Regions from separate parts of the Anas platyrhynchos genome. Here region 2 is linked to region 1. The links are chromatin contacts, called in public Hi-C maps. All regions are on one chromosome and are shown on one strand. The core of a region is the stretch at or near the end of the contact, and the rest is flanking DNA. Distances in the headings are between cores, read along the strand shown. Region 1 overlaps LOC101793955 (sodium/potassium/calcium exchanger 3). Region 2 overlaps LOC101793955 (sodium/potassium/calcium exchanger 3).

What was found. Hi-C and Micro-C count contacts between places; a contact is called where the count stands out from the background.
Region 2: a contact with region 1 is called in a Hi-C map of liver, with 2.8 times the contacts expected there. The contact joins two enhancer-like sites.

Annotation. Positions count from the first base shown.
Region 1 is chr3:2,528,061-2,532,828 of IASCAAS_PekinDuck_T2T, reverse strand. It overlaps LOC101793955 (sodium/potassium/calcium exchanger 3), which reads left to right. Exons shown (of 26, transcript XM_027453145.3): 22 at 2,764-3,894. Among named protein-coding and RNA genes, the nearest start is that of CFAP61, 360 kb to the left of the region's middle. Within about 2 kb of position 3,353, at least 6 of the 8 cell types and tissues checked have an H3K27ac peak or open chromatin away from gene starts, as enhancers often do.
Region 2 is chr3:2,637,545-2,642,728 of IASCAAS_PekinDuck_T2T, reverse strand. All of the region lies in intron 15 of LOC101793955 (sodium/potassium/calcium exchanger 3), which reads left to right. Among named protein-coding and RNA genes, the nearest start is that of CFAP61, 250 kb to the left of the region's middle. Within about 2 kb of position 1,833, at least 1 of the 8 cell types and tissues checked has an H3K27ac peak or open chromatin away from gene starts, as enhancers often do.

The sequences.
Region 1 (4,768 bases), core at 2,104-4,603:
TTCTGTGCAGCCCTCAGACTGATGTAAAGCAAGTCTCACATGCCCAGGCAAAATTTTGATGCATCTTGTCCTTGGAGGGCAAATGTTGGCTGCAGGCTCATAGAGCAGGCACTAGCTTGATAATTAGCTGTAGCTGCCAGGAGAGTGTAGGAACTGAAATTCACTATTAATAAAACTCTGTTCATGTGATTATTTATCTTATAGTGATAATTTTGATGTGTGGCTTAAAGCAGCAGCATTAATAGTTAATAAAAGGAGGGGGTGTAACAGTTAATAAAAGGAGGGGGTGTATACATAGCACCTGTAGAATGTATCCGTGCACATTGGTTTGGTGGAAAATACTGTGACTGCTTCAACCAAATACAGGCTCAGTGTGAAATACATCCTGAGCTTGCAGCAGATACAAAGCCTGGCAAGATTTGAACCATAGGCTCAACCCAGATGAATCATTGAGCAACTCCTGCAAAGTGCTGAATGGCTTCATTTCCTTTTACAGGAAGGAAGGGTTAGCTGAGGGCAGTCTTTTGTCCCAGTAGATTTTTGAGTCATCTTTAATTTTAAAATGGATCCTCAGTAACTCAGGGTTAACACAAGACTCGCTAGGACTGTTTGGTGGGAGTTGGCAGCTAAGCTATACACTGGGGAAATATTGCATTGCTTTGCATTTCATTTTGCTGCAGTAGCTCTGACAGGGATTGGTTTTAGAGAGTAGACTAAAGTCTTCCACACTGCTCATCTGCAATGTTAGCTATTTAAATGGAAGTGTGAATTTTCATGGGAATACAGAGTAATGTTTAACTGTTTATTAGATAAATGTTTAGGGAAAAAGGACTGACTGGGATGCAAGGTGATGAAGATGGTCTCTCTGAGACCCCTGGAGGCCTTGAAAGGACCATTTAGGCAAGTTTTTTCCATAGAAGATTATCTCCATAGGCCATCATGGTTGTCCGGATGAACCACGCTCTTTGTCCTTGGTACTTGAAAGCACCGTGCTTTGCTTGCTCTTGAACCATCTCTGTGTGTTTTGTGTGTTGTTTCTTTAAGATAATGCCTTTGAAAGCTGAGGAGAGACTGATGGATCAGCTTCCAACTTTGTGGTGGTTGCATTTGGGATAAGTTATATACTATATACCAGATTAAGCTCACAGCTTCTGTAAGCAAAAGCTGGGCAGCGAAGTTGGGATTTTGATGGAGTTCTGGATGTCCACGTTCAAAGGTGCACTCCAGGAAGTCAGTCCTGCAATGCTGTGTACCCAAAAGATGCCTAAGAACTTCAAGGGGCCCATCTTGTTAAGCGTGAGCTTTAATTAAGCAACAAGAAGGCACAAAACATCCTGCTCTGAACAACAAGAGCCTTAGTTCCTGTCAGCACTCTTTCATGCTCTAGGCTCAGGAGAACTGTACAAGGCAGGTCAGCAGCACAGAGCCCAGCAAAGCACAGGAGGAAGAACTGGTGGTAAAAGATTTGAGACTGTTGTTAACCTGTTGGATTTCACATGCTAAGCATAAAGTTCCCTCTTTTGGTCTCTATTCTTATTTGGCCTGCAGTGGTGCTTACCTCGCACATCTTTGTAAGAGCCTATGTGCTAGGCATGCTGCAAGCAGGATGTGGAGTCATGGAGCAGGAAAAAACAGGGTCATTGCATGACTCCACAGAGAAGTATGTCTGTCCTTACATATGTTCTCTGGCAGCAGCCTATCGCCAGAGGCTGTTCCCTGTCTTCTGCCCTGTAGGCAATACCCCACCTGTCAGGCATGGACCTTGCCAAGGAGCATTTGGCATTCATGCAGTTGGGCCTACTTTTGCTCAACAATCAATGTAAGGTATCTTGGCACTAGAGGAAAAGAGGCTGTGTCAAGACTGGCAAATTTGAGCAAAGTCTGCCTTTGGTATTCTTCACTTGTTTCAGTGTGGTTGTTGTCCTCAAGGGCTTGTCTGGTTTCAGTCTTTTTAGTTTCTTGAACTGATGGGCTTTACTGTTGACTCAGTTTCACAAACATGCTGATGCTCTGCTGGGACAAGAGGCAGCAGCTGAAACTTACTGGTTTAGCACAGGTTTTCCACCCTGTGCTGTTCTGTGATGGCACATTCGGTCTATTTCTGTGCTGCTCAGTATCTAAAACCTCAGACAAACTGTCACCATTGCAAACACAGGGCTGCAGGCCAGCACTCATAAGGAGACACCAGCATTTGTTCTGCATAGCTAAAGACTATGTTGCACCCAATGCAGCAAAAAGCAAGCTGTCTTTTCATTTGTAGTTTTGTTTGCTCACTTTAAGAGGAAACAAAATGGAAAATTTCTGTTGTTGTTGTAAGTGGTTGTCAGCTGGTGTAGATCAGCATAATTCTGTCCTATTTAATGGAGTGAATTAATACCAGCTGAGAACCTAGGCTTATTCCTCCTGATTGAGATGCTAGTAATTGGTTTATACTCATTTTAGCCTCAAATTGCTAAGGATTGCTGTGTTAGTCTCTGTTCCTTTCTGTGATGCTCAGCTTATTTTAAGCCTAATTCTCTGGTCTGATTTGAAGCTATGCATTGGTCATGAAATATTTAAATGAGCAAGAGCAGCATCAGGAGTATAGCATACAGTTATGTCTGGTAGTGCTTCTAGAGGCTCACTAGGATGTTTTTTTCTTGACTTGATAAAAGCTTGTCTGAATTTCTTATTACTTGAAGCTGTTTGTGTTGAGCTGAATGTTTTGAAAGTCCTCTGCATGCTTTTTTTGCATTCTGACCTTAACACAATGATGATTTTTAGACTTCTGGAGCTCTCCGGCTAACAGCAACCCCCCGGATCCTTCACCTCCCCGTAGGCCTGTGCCTTTAGACAGTGCTTGCAAAGGCTCACGTCAGCTCTGCCTTATAAATGGAGTGCATTCTATACGAACCAGAACGCCTTCAGAGTTGGAGTGCAGCCAGACCAACGGAGCGCTGTGTTTCATTAATCCACTCTTCTTAAAAGTGCACAGCCAGGATGTCAGTGGAAGCCTGAAAAGGCAGAGCCTGAGATCTCAGGACTTGAATGGCACTGAGAGGCCTCGCTCTCCCCCACCCCGGCCACCACCTCCTTCTATTAATAGTATCCTCACGAGTCCACAGCTTTCCAGGACTATAAAGCAGGCAAGCATGCCAGAAACAGTCAACCATAAGAAAGAGAGAGACTTGGATTTGCTGCAGAATAAACCAGCCCCTATTCCGCCTCCCCGGCTAAAGAAGCAGGCTGTTTGTGTGGAGGTGGAAGGTAGCCCAAAGACCGCAGCAGTAATTCGACCTGTCTGCAGCTCTGTGCCTGTCCCTGAAGCTGCTGGTGTTCCGGGCGAAACCCCGCCTGAGCCGGCTCTAGCAGTCTCCAAGAAGAGTGTAGCTACCAGCTCTGAGTCATACACACCCCGGAATGGAGGCAGACAGAGGCTGAGCGACATGAGCATTTCCACCTCCTCGTCAGACTCGCTGGACTTCGATCGGAGCATGCCGTTGTTTGGCTATGAGGGTGACACTAACAGCAGCCTGGAGGATTTTGAGGGGGAAAGCGACCAAGAGAGCATGGCACCTCCGCTGAAGCCCAAGAAGAAAAGAAACAGTTCGTTTGTTCTCCCCAAGATTGTGAAATCTCAGCTACGGAAAGTTAGTGGAGTTTTCAGTTCCTTCATGACCCCCGAAAAGAGGATGATTAAGAAGATTGCAGAGATGTCCCAAGATAAACGCACTTATTTTGGGTGCCTAGTGCAAGACTATATCAGCTTTCTCCAGGAAAATAAGGAGTGCCACGTTTCGAGCACCGATATGCTGCAAACGATTCGGCAGTTCATGACCCAAGTCAAGAATTATTTGTCCCAAAGCTCTGAACTTGATCCTCCAATCGAATCACTGATTCCAGAGGACCAAATAGGTAAGGAACATTGTGCTGTATTTTGGGGGAAGGTAAAAATGTATAATCTATGTTTATAGTGATGGGTTTTGTGCTGGTCTGGGAAAGTGATGTTGACTTTGCTAGCAGAATTCAAGCTGGTGAGTATTTGATTTTTTTTTTTGGGGGGGAGGGGGGGGAGGGGGAGAAGGTGGAAAAAAGCCGCACAGCATAGCAACTCAGAACTATGCTACAAAGTTATTTATAAAAAATAAAAAAATTCTTAAAATAACAACAGTAGTTGTTGAACTTTTTACCCATGATTTTTTTTTTTTAAATCTGCAGTACTGTTAATGATACAAAATCCCTTATTTGCTGGTGCATGTATTTTTTTTTTTCTCAGTTGGGTTCGTACATTTCTAGATGCCTTGGACCAAAACTATGGCAATTTTAACTATATGTTAAGTATGCATTGTAGCCATGCAAGAATTTATTAGAAACTAGTGATGGTTAAGAGCAGAGAGGCATTTTGTAGCAATTTACTTTGAAAATAAATTTAATTCATCCCAACAGTCTCATGCACCCCTAGCAAAGATGCACTGTCCTCACAGTTGATGCCAACTAAAAAGTTAGATAAAAAAAAAAAGAGGGGGGGGGGTTGCCAATCTCAGGATTTCTATACCTCTCTGTTGCATGTATGTGTTTATAAATGGTTGCAGATGAGCTATAGGCTTGAATACATGCTTTATCAACAGGGAGAGACTTGCATATCCACTAAAGTGAAATCGTTGTTGCTGCATAAAATCTCACTGTCTCCCTGTCTTGTTGAGTTAAGCAGTATTTGTAAAAGAGCCTGTAAGCCATTTTAAGGAGGTAAACATCCCTCAAGGCAAAATACTTTCCTTGTGAGCTCACT
Region 2 (5,184 bases), core at 584-3,083, 110 kb before region 1:
GGTTGTTCCTTCCCACGTGCAGGACTTTTCATTTCCCTTTGTTGACATTTGTGAGGTTTCTGCCAGCCCACTTTCCCAGCCTGTTCAGGTACCTCTGAATGGCAACACAACCTTCTGGTGCATCAGCCACTCCTCCCAGTTTTGTGTTAGCTGTAAACTTGCTGAGGGTGCCCTTTGCCCCATCGTCCATGTCATTAATGAAGATGTGGTGCTGACCCTTGGGGTATACCACTAGGCTCTGGCTTCCAGCAGAACATTATGCTGCTGAACACAACCCTTTGAGCATAGAAGTTCACCTATTTATCAGTCCACTCCACCATCCATTTATTTAGTCTGTTCTTCTGTTTGTCTGTGAGAATCTATGAGAGGCAGTGTCAAAAGCCTCAAGTCAACACAAACACCATCTGTTATTCTCCCCTTGTCCAAGTCTACCTCAACCATCTTGCCATAAAAGGCTATCAGTCTGGGTAAATATGATTTTCCCTTCATAAATCTGTCTACTCCCAGTCACCTTCTCGTCCTTCATATGTTTAGAAATGTTTCCCAGAATTATTTGCTCCCTCCCCTTCTCAGGGATCAAGGTCAGGATGACTAGCATCTAGTTCCTTGGATCTCCCCCTTTCTCTTCTTGAATATAGGAATGACAAAAGGAAGCAATGCTTTAGGAATAAAATACTTTCCTCTAACAAGTAACTTACCTACTTATCCACAGCTCATCTATACTTGTTACATTTTTTTTTACTTGAAAAGAATGAAATCAAGTGACTGGACAGAAGCAGCCAGCTTTCATGGGGGCACAACAATGTCGCTACTGTTTTGCTCACCCAAAATGTTCATTGTACACTGTGATCACATGGCTAGAAAAAAAAGAGCCTTGGAAATAGCCCCACAATTACCAAAGAGTGTTCTCTTGGTTTTCGCTTACAGTTTTTATATCTCTCCAAATCCTTGAAAAAGTAGACTTTGAAACAAAACAGCACCCCCTCACACACACCCATACACAGTAATTATTGAGTTGCCACAAAAAGCTAGAATTCAGTCAGGTTTGGTATAGCCTGGTGCCAGCATTAAGAGCTGCAAGGTGTTGTTTATTATTCAGGGAGCCGCCTTGCTGATGTGCCCACACTGAGGTTGACAGGGGCAGCACACAGATTGCTTGTGCATCCTAAGCTTCTCAGGGGCAAGCCTTGGGCTGCTTGCATGGGCAAGGGCTGCTCAACAGGTTCACGGAGATCGCAAGGCTCAGGCCAGCTGGATGTGACTGTGCAAGTCTGAAGCACTGGGTGATCTCAGCAAATAATCACAATTTAATACTGCTCATTTGTTATTTGGAAGGATCCCAAATTTGTCTGTAGCATCGCTTCCAAAAGAGGAATTCCTCAAAGCCATCATGATTCTCCTGTCTTGTACTCTTGTATACAGAGTGAAACAGATTGCTAAAGGGAAAAAAAATAAAAAAATCCTTTCTTCTCCAGAATGTTTAATCCAAGAGAACTGTGGTGAAGTCAAAGTTAAGCTTTTGCTGAAAGTAAAGAGTAAATGCATTTTTATAGACAGGCTGTTAAGACAGTAATACCTTTTGTGTAAGTCATAAAAAGGTAGACTGCATCATTTCAAAGTTAAGCTCTAAAGCAGAGGAGCCTCCTTTAACCTTATTTTTCTAAAAGTCTACACACTCAGGGCTTTCTTGAACATCATACTCTGTAAAATCTCAATGTATCTCTTGTTTCAGGCTGCCTGATTCAGAATCCCTTGTGGCCAAATTGTGTTCCCTGTTATGCTGACATAAAGCCAGAACTCTGTTACCACATGTTACTGTGCTGAAAGGGAGAGCAGGATCTGTTCCCTTTTTCTTTCCCTTTGTCTGCGTGCTGTGGTGTGCACATGCACATCACAGTGTAGTGTCGTGTTTGTGCACATCCTGACCTTTCTCAGCCACATGCGGCAAAGTGGCTTCACACCATAACCAGACAAGCAGCTGCTCAGAACCAGGAAGAGATTTACGGGATCTCATTCTGAACATGGAGAGCAGTCTCATTGCTAATGGTGCTTGCAGCTGCTGTAGCACCCTTTGTTCAAACAGCTTGTGTTTGAGCCTTCCTTATGCTGCCCAAGGGCAGGTGGGGGTTTCAGAGCCCATTGTACAGATGGTGCATTTTGATTTGAGGCAAGCAGAGAGCTTTAGATGAGGTGCAGCCTGCAAGCTTGTAGCTGGTTGTGGCACATCGGTATGTTGAAAGCATTGTTCTGCAAAGGCCCAGTCACTGCCTAGTTCTGCCGTCTACCTCGCAGCTGTGACAAGAAGCCCCATGCAGAATCAGGACTTACTGTTTTGAGTGCAGGACTTACTGTTTTAAGTGCTCCAAGAGATTGTGGCTGGGGGGGGGGGGGGAAATACAGATTGTGATCTAATAGAAAAGATAGGAAAAGTGCCAGAGGCGACCTATTAAAGAGAGATTAATGGACTTGCTGGAGGTCACACAGCAGTGTGTGAACTGTGGGAACAGCAGTGTGTGAAGTGGCAGAACTGCAAATAGACTGTGAGTCCCCAGAGACACAACCTGGTGCTAGGTTGCTAAATTGCAATCATTTTAAATGCCTGTCCCAGTACTGACGGCTCCTTTCCCCAGACTGTTGTTATCGCGTGTCTCAGTGTATTATTCATTCTATTCTTCCTTTAGTATTAGAAGAAAGGAATGGACAACTTTCTTTTGTTTTTAAGGCTCCATCAGGAAGTATCTGATGACTGTTTTAGAGAACTAAGTTCCCTTTCTTCTGTTTTCCTACTTGAAATGAAACATTTTATGGGTAGCCCATGAGTGGAGACTGCAGAGCAGTCAGCCCCAGTCTGAACAGAGGGGCTGCCCTATGTTACGCCATGTGGGAAGCCAGCACACAGGGCAGCATTTTGCAAAATCAATGTCTCAAAACAGACAGACAATGGTCTCTGATGTGATTCTCCCTGCCTCCCCTGTGTGCATCAGTTACCAGGAACCAGATCTCTCAGTGTGATCATCAATGTACAATACTGGATTTTCATTCTTCTCCTTCCAGTGCTGACTGGAGTCAGGACAAACCCAAGAAACAGAATGCTCCATCTCATGCTTCTCCAGAAAAGTGTTAGTGTTTATGAGGAGAAGAAAAGATCCTCCCATGCCCTCGCCTTAAATTCAGGTGTCAGTACAACAGTTCTAGAACTGGACCAGGCCTCTGGCCTCTTTCCGCCAAAGGGCAGATCTGGACAGTCTCAAACAGCTTGCACATCAGATCCCTTCTGTTTCTCTGATGTCTAGTCTCTGATCCATCAGTATATTTATATTTTAAAGAGTCCTATTGTTTTCTGGACACCCATTGATGTTTAGGCAATAGTTCTGCCTTCCCTGTGTGCTTCCCACTGGAGCTTCCATCTCTGCTACTTGGAGGTCACTTGCTGCAGCTCTGACCTGATGTTACCTAGTGTAGCTCATCTAGCATGCCAGCAGGGCTTTCAGAGAAAAAGCAGCATCCCTCTAGACCTAGACAGACCTTTGAAAAAGTTCACTTTCTCATCTCTTCCAGCTCTGAATCCTGGACATGTTGCCAAGTCTGTAATCCTGTGGAGGGACATTTACTCTGTGTCTTCTATCCAATTGCCTTCCTCTGGATTTTTTGTTTGGATGCAAAGCCATTAAACAGACAAAAGCCAGGAGTATTTTAGGGAGTGGGAATTTTAGCTTAAGGATAAACAGCCAGGTTCATTTGCTCACATCTGCATTTGTGAGTATGCTCATATGCCTATCCATAAAAAGAGGAGGAGTAGTCCCATTGTGAGCCTTGTTAGAAATCAGAGAATCCAGAGGTAAGTGGACACTTGAGAGAAACTCATTGAGCAAGTAAGCGAACTTTACTGGTTTGATACTTGCTGGCCAGTTTGCTATTCACTGTTTTAATTCCAGGGCACGGTGATGAATCACAGGAAATTAAGCCCAAGCTGGCCTTCACCTCTTCACAGCAATTACCTGTGTATCTGCTCCCTGCCCCATTTTTGCCCAGGTATCTGCATATAGACCACGTTGAATCCTTAGAAAAAGAAGGGAGGATAGGTTCAATGTCTCTGTCAGTCATCAGGGCAACCACTAACATGGTGATGCTGAGTATCAGCAGGGGTCGCTGCTTCCCCCCAGCATTAACCTGCACTGCAGTGCATGTTACGCCTCCCCCTTTGCTGGGGTGCCATGTGCACACCTGACTGCAATGCCAGGCTCTTTCTAGCTTTCACAGTAGCCTGTGCAATGTGATGGTACCACTGCAGCAGCAGTATGCGGCTCAGCAAGTATTAAGGGATTAATTTATTGTCAGATCCCAAAAGCCTGTAGATGGGCATAGCACCATGTGCACCCTGAGGCTTGTAACCAATCTCTCCAACTTCCTGTAATAGTTTTAATGTATTGAATCCCATTGCTCCCCAGACAGGGAGTATAGGATGATTATTCTGTATCAGAGCAAAAGTGCCTGATCCCCTACAAAGCTCCTAACAACAGAGGAATTTCCTCTGACTGTAACTCATGCATTTCTTGCTTAATATATTGTCTATATGCAGCACTCAGTGTTGCATACTCCAGGGTGTATACCCTCTTCAAAGTGAATTGTGTGATAAAGCAAGAATGCTTTCTCAGGTGTCTCAGAAGAGCTTCAGGAAGCACCATTTAAACACACAGGAATGCAGCACCTGTCTGAAGTTCCAGTTTGCGAAGTTTCAGTTTGGTCTTATGGCAAGATGTGAGGAATGCAGGATTTTACACTGAATTTTCCACTGTCAGGCAAGGACACTGCAGGAAAAGGATCCTCAAACAGATTTAGGACCTGTGTTTATTGCAGCTGAGGTACTGGAAACTTAGTAGAGTCCTTTTAATATTCCTGAATGAGGTAATCTCTCCCATTTTTGGACGTTGGAGCAAAACCATTTTGGATTTTGGCACTAGTTCTTTGTTTTCTCTTCAGCAGTTGCCAGGAATTGAAGGGAAACTGAAGAATGGAATCACATTGATTTTATTTCCATTGTTTCTCCTCCTTCAGCCTCAGTTCCTTGTTGCCTACAAATGCTGTCTCGGAATGGCTGGGATCAGTGGCAACATCTTTGTGTTTGCTACACAAGAGGCAGGGAGATAGCCTCCATTTAAGTTCAAACAGAGTAGGTTTTGAACT